3 separate regions of the Mus musculus genome follow, and regions 2 and 3 are each linked to region 1. A link is a contact called in public Hi-C and HiChIP or PLAC-seq data. All regions are on one chromosome and are shown on one strand. Each heading gives the region's core, a stretch centred on a gene start, on an enhancer-like site or on the middle of the called end of the contact. The rest is flanking DNA. Distances are from core to core; before and after follow the strand shown.

The links. A called contact is a pair of places that touch in the nucleus more often than the background predicts. HiChIP or PLAC-seq counts read pairs in DNA pulled down with a chosen protein or histone mark.
Region 2: an H3K4me3 HiChIP or PLAC-seq map of bone marrow-derived macrophages shows a contact between it and region 1, with 5 times the contacts expected there. The contact joins two enhancer-like sites. A contact is called at or near these places in 1 of 15 datasets of contacts at CTCF or cohesin (pro-B cells), 1 of 484 Hi-C or Micro-C datasets (bone marrow-derived macrophages), 2 of 115 datasets of contacts at active chromatin or transcription factors (bone marrow-derived dendritic cells and bone marrow-derived macrophages) and 1 of 9 other capture datasets (embryonic stem cells).
Region 3: a Hi-C map of bone marrow-derived macrophages shows a contact between it and region 1, with 3 times the contacts expected there. The contact joins two enhancer-like sites. A contact is called at or near these places in 2 of 484 Hi-C or Micro-C datasets (bone marrow-derived macrophages and psoas muscle) and 3 of 115 datasets of contacts at active chromatin or transcription factors (bone marrow-derived dendritic cells, cardiomyocytes and embryonic stem cells).

The regions. Positions count from the first base shown.
Region 1 is chr10:96,336,462-96,339,868 of GRCm38.p6, forward strand. The region is part of intron 2 of Gm33782 (a long non-coding RNA gene); the gene reads left to right. Among named protein-coding and RNA genes, the nearest start is that of Gm33782, 29 kb to the left of the region's middle. Within about 2 kb of position 1,765, at least 107 of the 459 cell types and tissues checked have an H3K27ac peak or open chromatin away from gene starts, as enhancers often do. A contact at or near this core is called in bone marrow-derived macrophages, where this site is marked.
Region 2 is chr10:96,799,495-96,803,147 of GRCm38.p6, forward strand. No RefSeq gene overlaps it. Among named protein-coding and RNA genes, the nearest start is that of Gm33897, 86 kb to the left of the region's middle. Within about 2 kb of position 1,442, at least 4 of the 459 cell types and tissues checked have an H3K27ac peak or open chromatin away from gene starts, as enhancers often do. A contact at or near this core is called in bone marrow-derived macrophages, where this site is marked.
Region 3 is chr10:96,827,063-96,830,559 of GRCm38.p6, forward strand. No RefSeq gene overlaps it. Among named protein-coding and RNA genes, the nearest start is that of Gm46240, 73 kb to the right of the region's middle. Within about 2 kb of position 1,984, at least 41 of the 459 cell types and tissues checked have an H3K27ac peak or open chromatin away from gene starts, as enhancers often do. A contact at or near this core is called in bone marrow-derived macrophages, where this site is marked.

The sequences.
Region 1 (3,407 bases), core at 515-3,014:
TCACTGAGAAAGCCATCTGTTAAGATTCGGCTCATAGATCATCTTTCCTTGGATCCCTGAATACTGTACTGGCTGGTGTTATGTGTCACCCTGACACAAGTTAGAGTCATCAGAGATGTAAGTGCCTCGGTTGATGAAATGCCTCCATGAGAACCAGCTATAAGGCATTTTTTTTTTCAATTAGTGATCAATGAGGGAGGGCCTAGCGCATTGTGGGTGTGTCATCCATGGGTTGGTGGTCTTGGATTCTATAAGAAAGCAGGCTGAGCACCAGGCGTGGTGGCACAGGCCTTTAATCCCAACACTTGGAAGGCAGAGGCAGGCAGATTTCTAAGTTCGAGGTCAGCCTGGTCTACAAAGTGAGTTCCAGGACAGCCAGGGCTACGGAGAAACCCTGTCTCCGTAAAAAAAAAAAAAAAAGAAAGAAAGAAAAGAAAAGAAAGAAAGCCAGGGAAAGAAAGCCAGTGAGCAGTACCTTTTCATTGCTTCTGTATCAGCTCCTGCCTCCAGGTTCCAGACATTGCTTGAGTTCTTATCTTGGCTTCCTCCAGTGATGGACAATGATCTAGAATTATAAGCTGAATATCACCCCCCCCCCCCCGCAAACCCAACTGCTTTTTGGTCTTGGTGTTTCATTGCAGCAATAGAAACCCCAAGACAGATACTTTATTAATCAGGATAGGAACCTCTTTAGGACCACAGAGAGTCCCTCTATCCATGGGATCATTAAACCCGGCTCAGAGATTTTTATTCCCTTTGTCTTAGTTGGAGTAGGTGTCTATGCTTAGAGTGCCTGATTGGCTCTACTGTGCAGCTAATGCTGAGAGCCACTGCTTACTGTAAACCTGACAGCATGGAGTTCCAAAAGCATTATGTTCCTCTTTCCTGAGATTGAGTTTCCTCGGAACTGGAATTACTTTGTGTAGATTTAAAATAACCAAGCACTAGAAGGCATTCAGTAAGGAGCTTATGAATAATGAATGAGTGACTGAATGAATAACACCTATACATCCTCACTCCCCACTCACCGATGTTTAAAAGCTCCGTTGTAGTCACAGAGTCATTCGGGGCTAGAAATTATGGAAAAATATCAGAATCCGTGCGGCTCTCTGGTGTTTGGAGAGAAGAATGAGTCAAAAAGAAACGTCTATGAAACCGAATAAATTATGGCCTTTAAGAAAAACTTGAGAAATTTTGAATTAATTAAGAGAATGTGCTGGGGGCAGGGGGTTGGGAGGAAATAGACGCATGAAATTTACCCCAGCAGGAACTTTGAAAAAAAGGCTAATCCTAACATATTCTGCAGCTGGAGGTGAGGGAGAAGGGAAAGGCTTTAAATGTGGGACATTGGCTCAAAGGGGATATGAAAGGTACCAGAGTCTGGAAGACACCTAGAATCCCCTTAAGACCTGTAGTCAGAGCCTGAAGGTCAGCTAGCCTGGAGGAGAACGGGCTGTGTGGGAGTCCAGCATGGGCATCTTGACACACAGCTGTGCTCTATCGGCTTTGGTGATTGTGATACGTGCTGAGTGATTCATGAATGTTTCCTACTTAGTAGCCTGGTGAAGTGGACTTCCTTCTCCCAAGTTTCACCCTCCAAGAGAGTTGAATGTGTGCTTTGAATCACCTGTGTTCGATGCTTGTGGATTGTAGTTCACTCAAACAAAGATTCCCATATTGTTCCTCTGCTATGACTGGTCAGCTTGTGGTGGTTGTGCCAGGAGCCTTGATGCCAAACACATCTAATCGGCTGACCTTTCCCCAGCCATGTACATAGTTCCTGTTTGTGGTGACTACAGTCATCTTTGCTGTGTGTATGACATACCAGGAATGAGTGGGCAATTGAGAAATTTCTTGAGTTCCTTGAACTTAGGGCTGTTTGTTTTAAGTTCAAATATTGACTCTTGTTTCCCAAAGGAACACTTCTAGTGTCGAGGAGGGTGTCGAGGAGGGTTCAACACCTTTTGTTTGTCTTCCTTACACATGATTGGGACAAATGGTAGAACCTTCTTAGACTGTTTCTATGGTCTGGTCTCCTGTGCACACACCTATGCAAAAAGCATACCATAAGGAATTTTATTTTCCTGTGTTTTTAGCCCTTTATCAAGAAGCCAGAACTTCAAAAGCAGCTCATGAACAGCCTATGCCAGGTGGAAACTTAACTATCTGACCTTCTGTAAATGTTATATCATTTCTGGCTTTCTGATGGGTTAAAAAAAAAAGTACAACCCTTCTCTCTCAGTCTGTGTCTTCTGATAGCAAGTCCAGACTAGCAGTTTCTGACTCACACAAGAGATGGTGACTGTGATGTTTATAACTGACCTTATTCAAGAATTCAGTTACGCAACCCTCACCTCATTTTCAAAAGAGAGACATGTGTCATGAGAAGGGCTCCAGAGGAGGTGAGAGGAGTCAGCTTGGCCTGACCTCAGCACACTTGATTATCCAAATTGGTCCTCTTTTGCCCTCCGTGAAAGTGAGCTAGATGCATGCCACATCTGCAATCAGACCTTGCCTTAAGTATTTCTGTGTAGTCCTAACCAGTTTATAAGCAAGTAAGATGGCTTGCCTGAATTTGTCAGAGATGCCCTGGTCATAGTGTCTCTACCCAGAAACAGAACACTAGCACAAAACACTATATAATGGTTGTGTCTCTCTGCACAGCAAGAAACCCATTCAAGAATTACCCTGAAGCCCAAGTGACATTACGGTCAAGGCAAATCCTCTTCTGGTCATGGACACCTGCATTGTGTAGTCTCCACCTGGTTCTAATCAACAACTTAGAAGGGACAATACTCTGTACATGGCATGGTATTGGTGCCCTCTACATTGTTAATATATCACTAGGACAAAATATGTATGATAAACAGGTTAAAACAGATTTATTTTGGACTCACAGTACAGGAGGATTCAGTCCAAAGTTACTCGGCTCCACTGTTCATGGGCCATGGTAAGAAAGAACACATGGCAAGAAGCGTGTATAGAAGTGAAGCTGTTCTCTTCATGGTTGACAGGAAGCAGAGAGATGAGAGGGGTTAGAGACAAGATGCCAAATCCCACAGACCCACCTCCTCCAGGTACACCCCACATCTTGAGTCTCCACCTCAAAGTGGTGTGTTTAGGTTATAACTCCATCAATCATCAAGCCATCAATGGAGTCAGAGTTCTTTTGATTCAATCACTTATAGAAGAGCACATCAAAGACAAATGGAGCCTTTATAGGAACATTCCAGAAAGATCTGTGTATATGTATATGTATGTGTATGTGTATTGTATGTGTGTGTATATATATATATATATATATATATATATATATATATATATGCATGTATTTTTCAGGTTTCACAGGAGAACTGGTCTTTCTGTCTTCTCTCTCTTTTACAGCTATAAGATTACTCTAATGACTG
Region 2 (3,653 bases), core at 192-2,691, 460 kb after region 1:
GCCATTATTCAGAAGTGTGCTTCTTGTATCCAATCTTCCCTCTCCTGGGTCCCGTTACCCTCCCCCCCCCCCAAGCCAGTGCCAGAGTAACCAACATACAACACATGTAGAGGCAGGCTGCTTCCTGGTTTAATCTCTGTGTTCATTCCTCATGTCTAGATGATAAAATCATATTGCTGCAATGTGAGTTAGTGTCTCCAAAACTCTTCTTTTTGTTTCTCTAGTGTCTTCTCTCACTATTTCCTACTCTGCATCTTAGTGCCTACAATGTCAGCATCCATCCCAATTTTAATCTGCATATCTTTCTCATGCCTTCAGGTCATGATCCCATTTCCATGGGATATGCTTGTTTTTCATTTGATATCTCCACTGGGTGACTGTAATTCGTGTGTGTGTGTGTGTGTGTGTGTGTGTGTGTGTGTGTGTGTGTATGTGTATGTTTGTGTGTGTTTATGTATGTGTGCATGTGTATGAGTGAACATATCCATAGTCACATTGTTCTTCCTGTGGCACTCTCTCCTCAGCTACATGAACCTTGTTGTTGAATTACAGGGAAACAATATATAATTTATTCCTGAAATATCCGTGCCTCCTAGTGAAGGACTGGAATGAAGAACTAAGCACTGCATGGATTTTTGTTATTCCCATGTTACATTTTAATAAACATGAGTCTACATTTATCTTCTAGTACAGTTCGTTTGTTTTAGTAACAATTGTGGATGCCTTGCTCTTAAATTCCCCAGTGGATCATGAGCGCTGTTCATCATCTGTATGGGGGCTGGCAGATTAGGTTTTCATGTCACTTTGGTCTTTATTCAAATCATTAAAGAAAAAGTTGAATAGGGTGGATTCTACTGTAGAATTAGCAAGTGGTGTTCTTGAGTCTAGTGTCTTGTTTTCTTTTTGTCACAATGGTTAAAACAAGAACATCTTAACCCAGTAAGTGTTCAGTTGCAGACTGGGATCATGTGTGGATTATAGCTTATGCCTTATCTCTCCTCTCTCTCACCCAGATACTTTATGTTTTCTCTAAAAGATAATGTACAGTAAATCTGTAATGAAGACTTGTTGTAGCAAATATCCTATTCTTTCTTCATGGATAGCTAGTGAAGACTCACCAGGAGAGATGCTAGGGGTCACACAGCCTTTATTTAAGGGAGACTATAATACTCTAATAACGCGATCATTTTCTATTCATTGTATTAGAGTCCTATAAGAATAATTACCAATTATTTTTGTTTACCATAACTCCAAGGAAAAATAGTCCAGGCTAATTGTATTAAAGAAAGATATAATTATATCCTCTAGAATGGCATAAAGCAAGTTGCAGAAAACAAAAGAGTTAATAATAACATTAGGTAAGCCTTTATTCACAAGGAAAACTTAGAGGCATTAAAACACTCATAGTGCTCAACTAGTGGCTCAGGAGCCAATTTCAATGAGACACGTGGTTTTTTTTTTTCTCCTTCCATCTCCACTGGATGATGGAAATGTTTAGTCTGTGCTTAGTCATGTAGATGAAACAATCATTGTTCCTCTATTTTCCAGCCCAGACACTGAAGGGCAGAAAATGTATCTGCGTCCAGAAAATGTATCTACATCCAACAAAGCCATACCGCCTTGGCCTGCCCAAATAGTGCCACCATCTAAGAAGTGAGTATTCATGTGCCTAAGAGTATAGTAGACATTTCTTGTTCAAACCATTGAAAAGGTAAGCAAGTTGTCCAAAGTAATACAGTTATTAACTTGTTTGTTGAATCACGTTTTGCCCTAAACATTTGTAAGAATATACTCTTATTGTCACAAATGCTCTCTCCATCCTAACAGATAGCCATGCGCTTCTCAGAAAACAGCACCACCCACTTCAGTGCAGTGAGTGGGACATTCCATTTGTATACATTGCTTTGGGTAATAGACAAGAACACAACTATTAAAAACCCTGTTGCATGCAGAAGAAAATAAAAGAGTTTTTGTTCTGTCTTCTTTTAATCATATAGTTCATTGTGGATAGGCTTAGAGGAGAATTGGGAATGTAACAGTCTTAGTATCTTCTTCATTATGGCCATCATCATTACTGCCATTGTGACAGGAAATAATCCTAGTATTTCTTCTTTGGTCCACAACGGGAATTTGGCTTTATTAATGCATTAGGAAAACAACATGGAGTTTTCCGTCTCCCTCTGCCTACACCATTGCTACTCCTTACGCAGGAACCTGTGCATCATATGCCCAGAGGATAGCAGGACCCAATGGGAAGTTCCATGGAGCCTGCCCATATCTCCTTTAAAATCTTGTCTCTGCTGTGTGCTAATCTTATTTCCATGCATTAGGTGAACTAACAGTCATTACTTCTTCATCTATTTCCTGGTGACTATTTTGGACAAGAGGAATCTGGAACTGCTTTTGATTGACGATAAAAGTTGACTTGGAATTTCTGAATCCAGAATGAAAGGTGGCACTATGGCTCATCTGACTTTTCTTTCAATGTGTATTCAGTGCTCACTATATGCCACACACACTATTGTAGGTGACAGAGAATCCACAGTAAACAAAACCATGGCAATGAGTTTGCCCCAAAGGAACCTGCCTTCCATTCAGGGGAAACAGACAAAACCGTAGTCAACATGTCTGTGAGTGATGAAATTCACAAGACAAGTAAAGCAGAAGCCATTAGGAGGGTGTCTAGTCTGTAGCACAGTGCTTCTCTCTTCATCTGCTATCTGAGCAGAGGCAGGGACGTGGGATCCTTAGCCAAGTGGAGCAAGAGTTTTCAAAGAGGAGGTTCAAAGATCTTACCCAAGCTCAGATTTGCAACTTTGAGGGAGAATCAGGGAGGCCAGTGTGGCAGGAGCAGAGGAAGAAGACAAGGAGAAGATGAGAAGATGAATTCAGAGTCAAAGAAGATAGTTAATATAGGATCTTTATTGCCAAATAAAGAATTTGAGTTTTACTGTGTGAGAAACAGGAAATAAAGACTTTTGAGCAGCAGAGCATCATGACCTGATTTGTATATGAAGGCAATGGCTCTGCATTTAGTGGATATAAGCGAAGACAGAGATGTAGGGAGGGTAGCCCAGAGAATCCTCTGAGTTCAGTAGAGAGACTAAGTGAATTAATTTAGAAAAGGGGTAGTAATGACAGGAAAACTCAGATTTCTTTGTGGAAGAAGCATTGTTATGAAATAATGACATGGACATTGCAAATAAGACCCCTCCCCCAGTGGTCAAGGCTGTATGTATAAGATCTGTACAAGATCAAATCAGCCATATTCTGGGATGAATATGAAGTCCTTTGCATAGCTCAGGATCTATTGCCAGTTGATAGTTTAGGGGTGAGTAGTTAGGTTGTTTTTCAGGGATATGGCCCATGGTAAGTTGCCTATGTCCCTGATGGACAGTCCAATACTCATGCACATCTGACAACATTAATTCAACTAATGTTGGGTTAAAAAATAAGCACATACAGTTGAGAGAGAGAGAGTCTTGGTGGGGGAGATGGTAAGGTGAGACTGGGAGTGAATTTGACCAAACACATCCTATGGTTGTATGAAATTCTCAACTAACAAGTATAAAATATATTTTTAACGATAAACTGATGTATTTTAATAAATCTATGCTGTTGCATAGATTCAACAGTATTTATTGTTGGATTTA
Region 3 (3,497 bases), core at 734-3,233, 490 kb after region 1:
TCTATATATATATATATATATATGCATATATATATATATATATATATATATCACATAGAGTGGTTCAAAGATGAAAACAATTTAAAATACACATAAGTAATTTGCTATGACATTGCCATTCAGCTCGGATAGAAACGATTCCTCATATCTAAGTCATCACTTGTTGTAGTGGGTTTTAATGGAAAAATCTTCAATCTGTTAACATTTGTCTCTTGAAGATTTTAGTAGTAAACAATTGCTTGTGTAGATATTTTAGAAATGAACACTGATGCCAGTCACTAAGCAAATAACCATGGAGCAATTCAATGGGAATTGCGAATGTACTTTCAGACAATTGACTTGGCTCCTGAAATGGGATCCACAGCAGATACTGTTTTGTGTTTTCCAGCTTCAATAGAAACTCAGGGTGATAGCAGCCCCAGACAACTGCCTCATAAAACCTTGTGAGAGACTGTGAACCCAACCATGATGCTCCCGGTTGCCTGGCCCCTAAGAAAGTCCATGAGATAATTAACATTTGTTGATGTTCAGCAATGGGTAGCTCTTGTAATAACATTCATGGCAATAAGAGGTCAAGGTATTCATTAGAAAATGGCCAGGGTGCCTTGCACAGAGCCAGTATGAAATCTGGGAAAACTGAAGCTGGATTTCCTGGGGAAAGAGGATTTATCTGAGATGAATGGCCTGAGCCAGACAGAACTGACCGTGCGCGTGTGTATGTATGTGCACATCTCTCTCTATGTCCACAAGAAGAGTGCTACAGATAAAAAAGAAAGGGAAAGTCAACTTTGAGATTGTAACTTGTACCAGTCTTTTTCTTTTCAAGTGTGTTGTGATTCTATAGATCATTTTATTCGTGAAGAAATGCTTAAAATACAAAGAAATGCCCCTCTCGGGATCCACAGAGAGGACAGGGTGGAGCTGGGACAGGAACTCGAGCTGGCCTGAGTTCCATAGTTATTATTATTCTGGTGTTAACTACATGCGTATGTATGTCTGTGTGTAGGTATGTGCACGTGAGTGCAGGCTCCCCTGAGACTCCCAGAAAGCATCAAACCAGTGGGCACTAGTGACCTTCATAACCGTGGTGCGGGGAACCCAGCTCCTGTGCTCTGCATGAACAGTAAGCCCTGGGAATCACCAAGCCATTCTCTAGCCCCCATACTTCCTCTACTGCTGCACTTGTAGGTCAAGGAAGGAACACTTGAGAGGATGTGATCAGACATCAGATAAATAAAACTGCTTGAGGGAGAAGCCATTTTGCTTTGTGAAAAACAGTGGAAATGAGTTTGGGAAAGTCTTGGTTTTTCACATATAAATTCTAAGAAAGCAAATTTTCTATTGGGTATTTTCAGTTCATATATATATATATATATATACATATATATACACACATATATATATATACATATATATAAGTTCTTATATGTATATATATACACACACATGTACACATATTTATTTGTGTGTATATAGAGAGTATATGTGCATGTATATATATAATTTCTAATGAACATGTAAGGGAGATGATACTTCTGATCATTCTACAGAAGAAAGATAGAAGGCAAATAAGGTGTCCTGTGCTCATGACACAGAGCCAAGGTTGAATTTCAGGCAAGCCTAATTCTGAAGCCGAGCTCGCTCTGTACACCTGTGGTCCTGTCATGTGGCTTGTGCTGGTCTCCCTGGAAATCAGGCACAGTCAATCAGCTGCCCCTCGTCTCCTTATGTAATAACCTGGAGAGTAGGGAGAGCCATCTGTTTCAAGAGAAGCATATTTGAGTCCATAAGGCAATGGGTTGGCAGAGAACAGAAGGATTATGACATTGCCATTTGGTATCCCTGACTTAGTCTGCATTTGTAAAATAGAAGTACGTGGTCAAACATGTTGATTTCAGAAGGCTACCATTATCACCATCCAGAGGAAAGCACAGGCCGCGGTACATCATATGGAGAATAAGGGATATATTTTAGGAGGATGACTTCAGCCATGAGGTTTTTGAGCTTTTACTTCCTGAAACCTTTGCTTCCAAAATGACTCATGGGGTAAGAATATTTTGATATTGAGACACACGAAGCAGAAAAACAAGCACAGGGGAGAAAGTTGGATTGGTATTAAGAACACAAGATCACACAATGATTGAAACATTTAGAACCAGAGCAGTGGTTTCAAAGGAAGACTGTAAATATATTGAAAATTCAGAGAGCTTTCAGGATGTTTACATACCCAAATTCAACCCCTGGCAGGCTCCAAGAACGAGACCCAGGTCTCCAAGAAGTTGCTCTGGGGACCAGCCTCCGTTTAGAGTCACTGTCTGAGAATTTGAAAGCTTATCACGGGAGGTTTATTGTTAGCTGTTGTTTTAAGTTTATTTTTGTGGTCTTAAAGACTAAAATCACGGTTTTCTTTAATTGCCTTCTCAGTGTTGAAAGCTGTCTAAGTATTCAGTATCTTTTCTTGTCAATAGCCACTCTTTGAAATCCTGTCCTTGATAAAACACTGGCTACTATGAAAATAGGAAGGTGGATGTCCATTGTCTATCTTAATATAGTTACATTTAATCAGAAAGAAAAAATGAGATTAAAAGTGGCAAGAAATAGGTCAGCCATTTAATAAACTAATAGTTTTGTTTTGTTTCGTTTTTTAAAGGAACTCCAATTAATTCTTTGGCATGTTCCCAGAACCCCTAAAACACGTGCTGAGCATGTTATATACTCAGAGTACCTAAACAGAACTCACCTGTAGTCTTCTTGGGATTTTCTATGTCATCGCTGACTTAGTAATAGCTCCAGTTCTTATGTTAGAGAAGGGAATTCTTGTCCATTTTCAAATGGATGAAAACTATTGAGAGAGATTTGGGTCCTACATTTTCTCCTGTTATGTAGGTTAGCAAGGAAGTGGCATCGGAGAACAGACCGTAATCTTTTTTTTTTTTAATTAGGTATTTTCCTCGTTTACATTTTCAATGCTATCCCAAAAGTCCCCCATACCCACCCCCCCAATCCCCTACCCACCCACTCCCCCTTTTTGGCCCTGGGGTTCCCCTGTACTGGGGCATATAAAGTTTACAAGTCCAATGGGCCTCTCTTTGCAGTGATGGCCGACTAGGCCATCTTTTGATACATATGCAGCTAAAGACAAGAGCTCAGGGGTACTGGTTAGTTCATATTGTTGTTCCACCTATAGGGTTGCAGTTCCCTTTAGCTCCTTGGGTAATTTCTCTAGCTCCTCCATTGGGGGCCGTGTGACCCATCCAATAGCTGACTGTGGGCATCCACTTCTGTGTTTGCTAGGCCCCGGCATAGACTCACAAGAGACAGCTATATCTGGATCCTTTCAGCAAAATCTTGCTAGTGTATGCAATGGTGTCAGCGTTTGGAAGCTGATTATGGGATGGATCCCTGCATATGGCAATCACTAGATGGTCCATCCTTTCGTCACAGCTCCAAATTTTGTCTCTCTAACTCCTTCCATGGGTGTTTTGTTCCCATTTCTA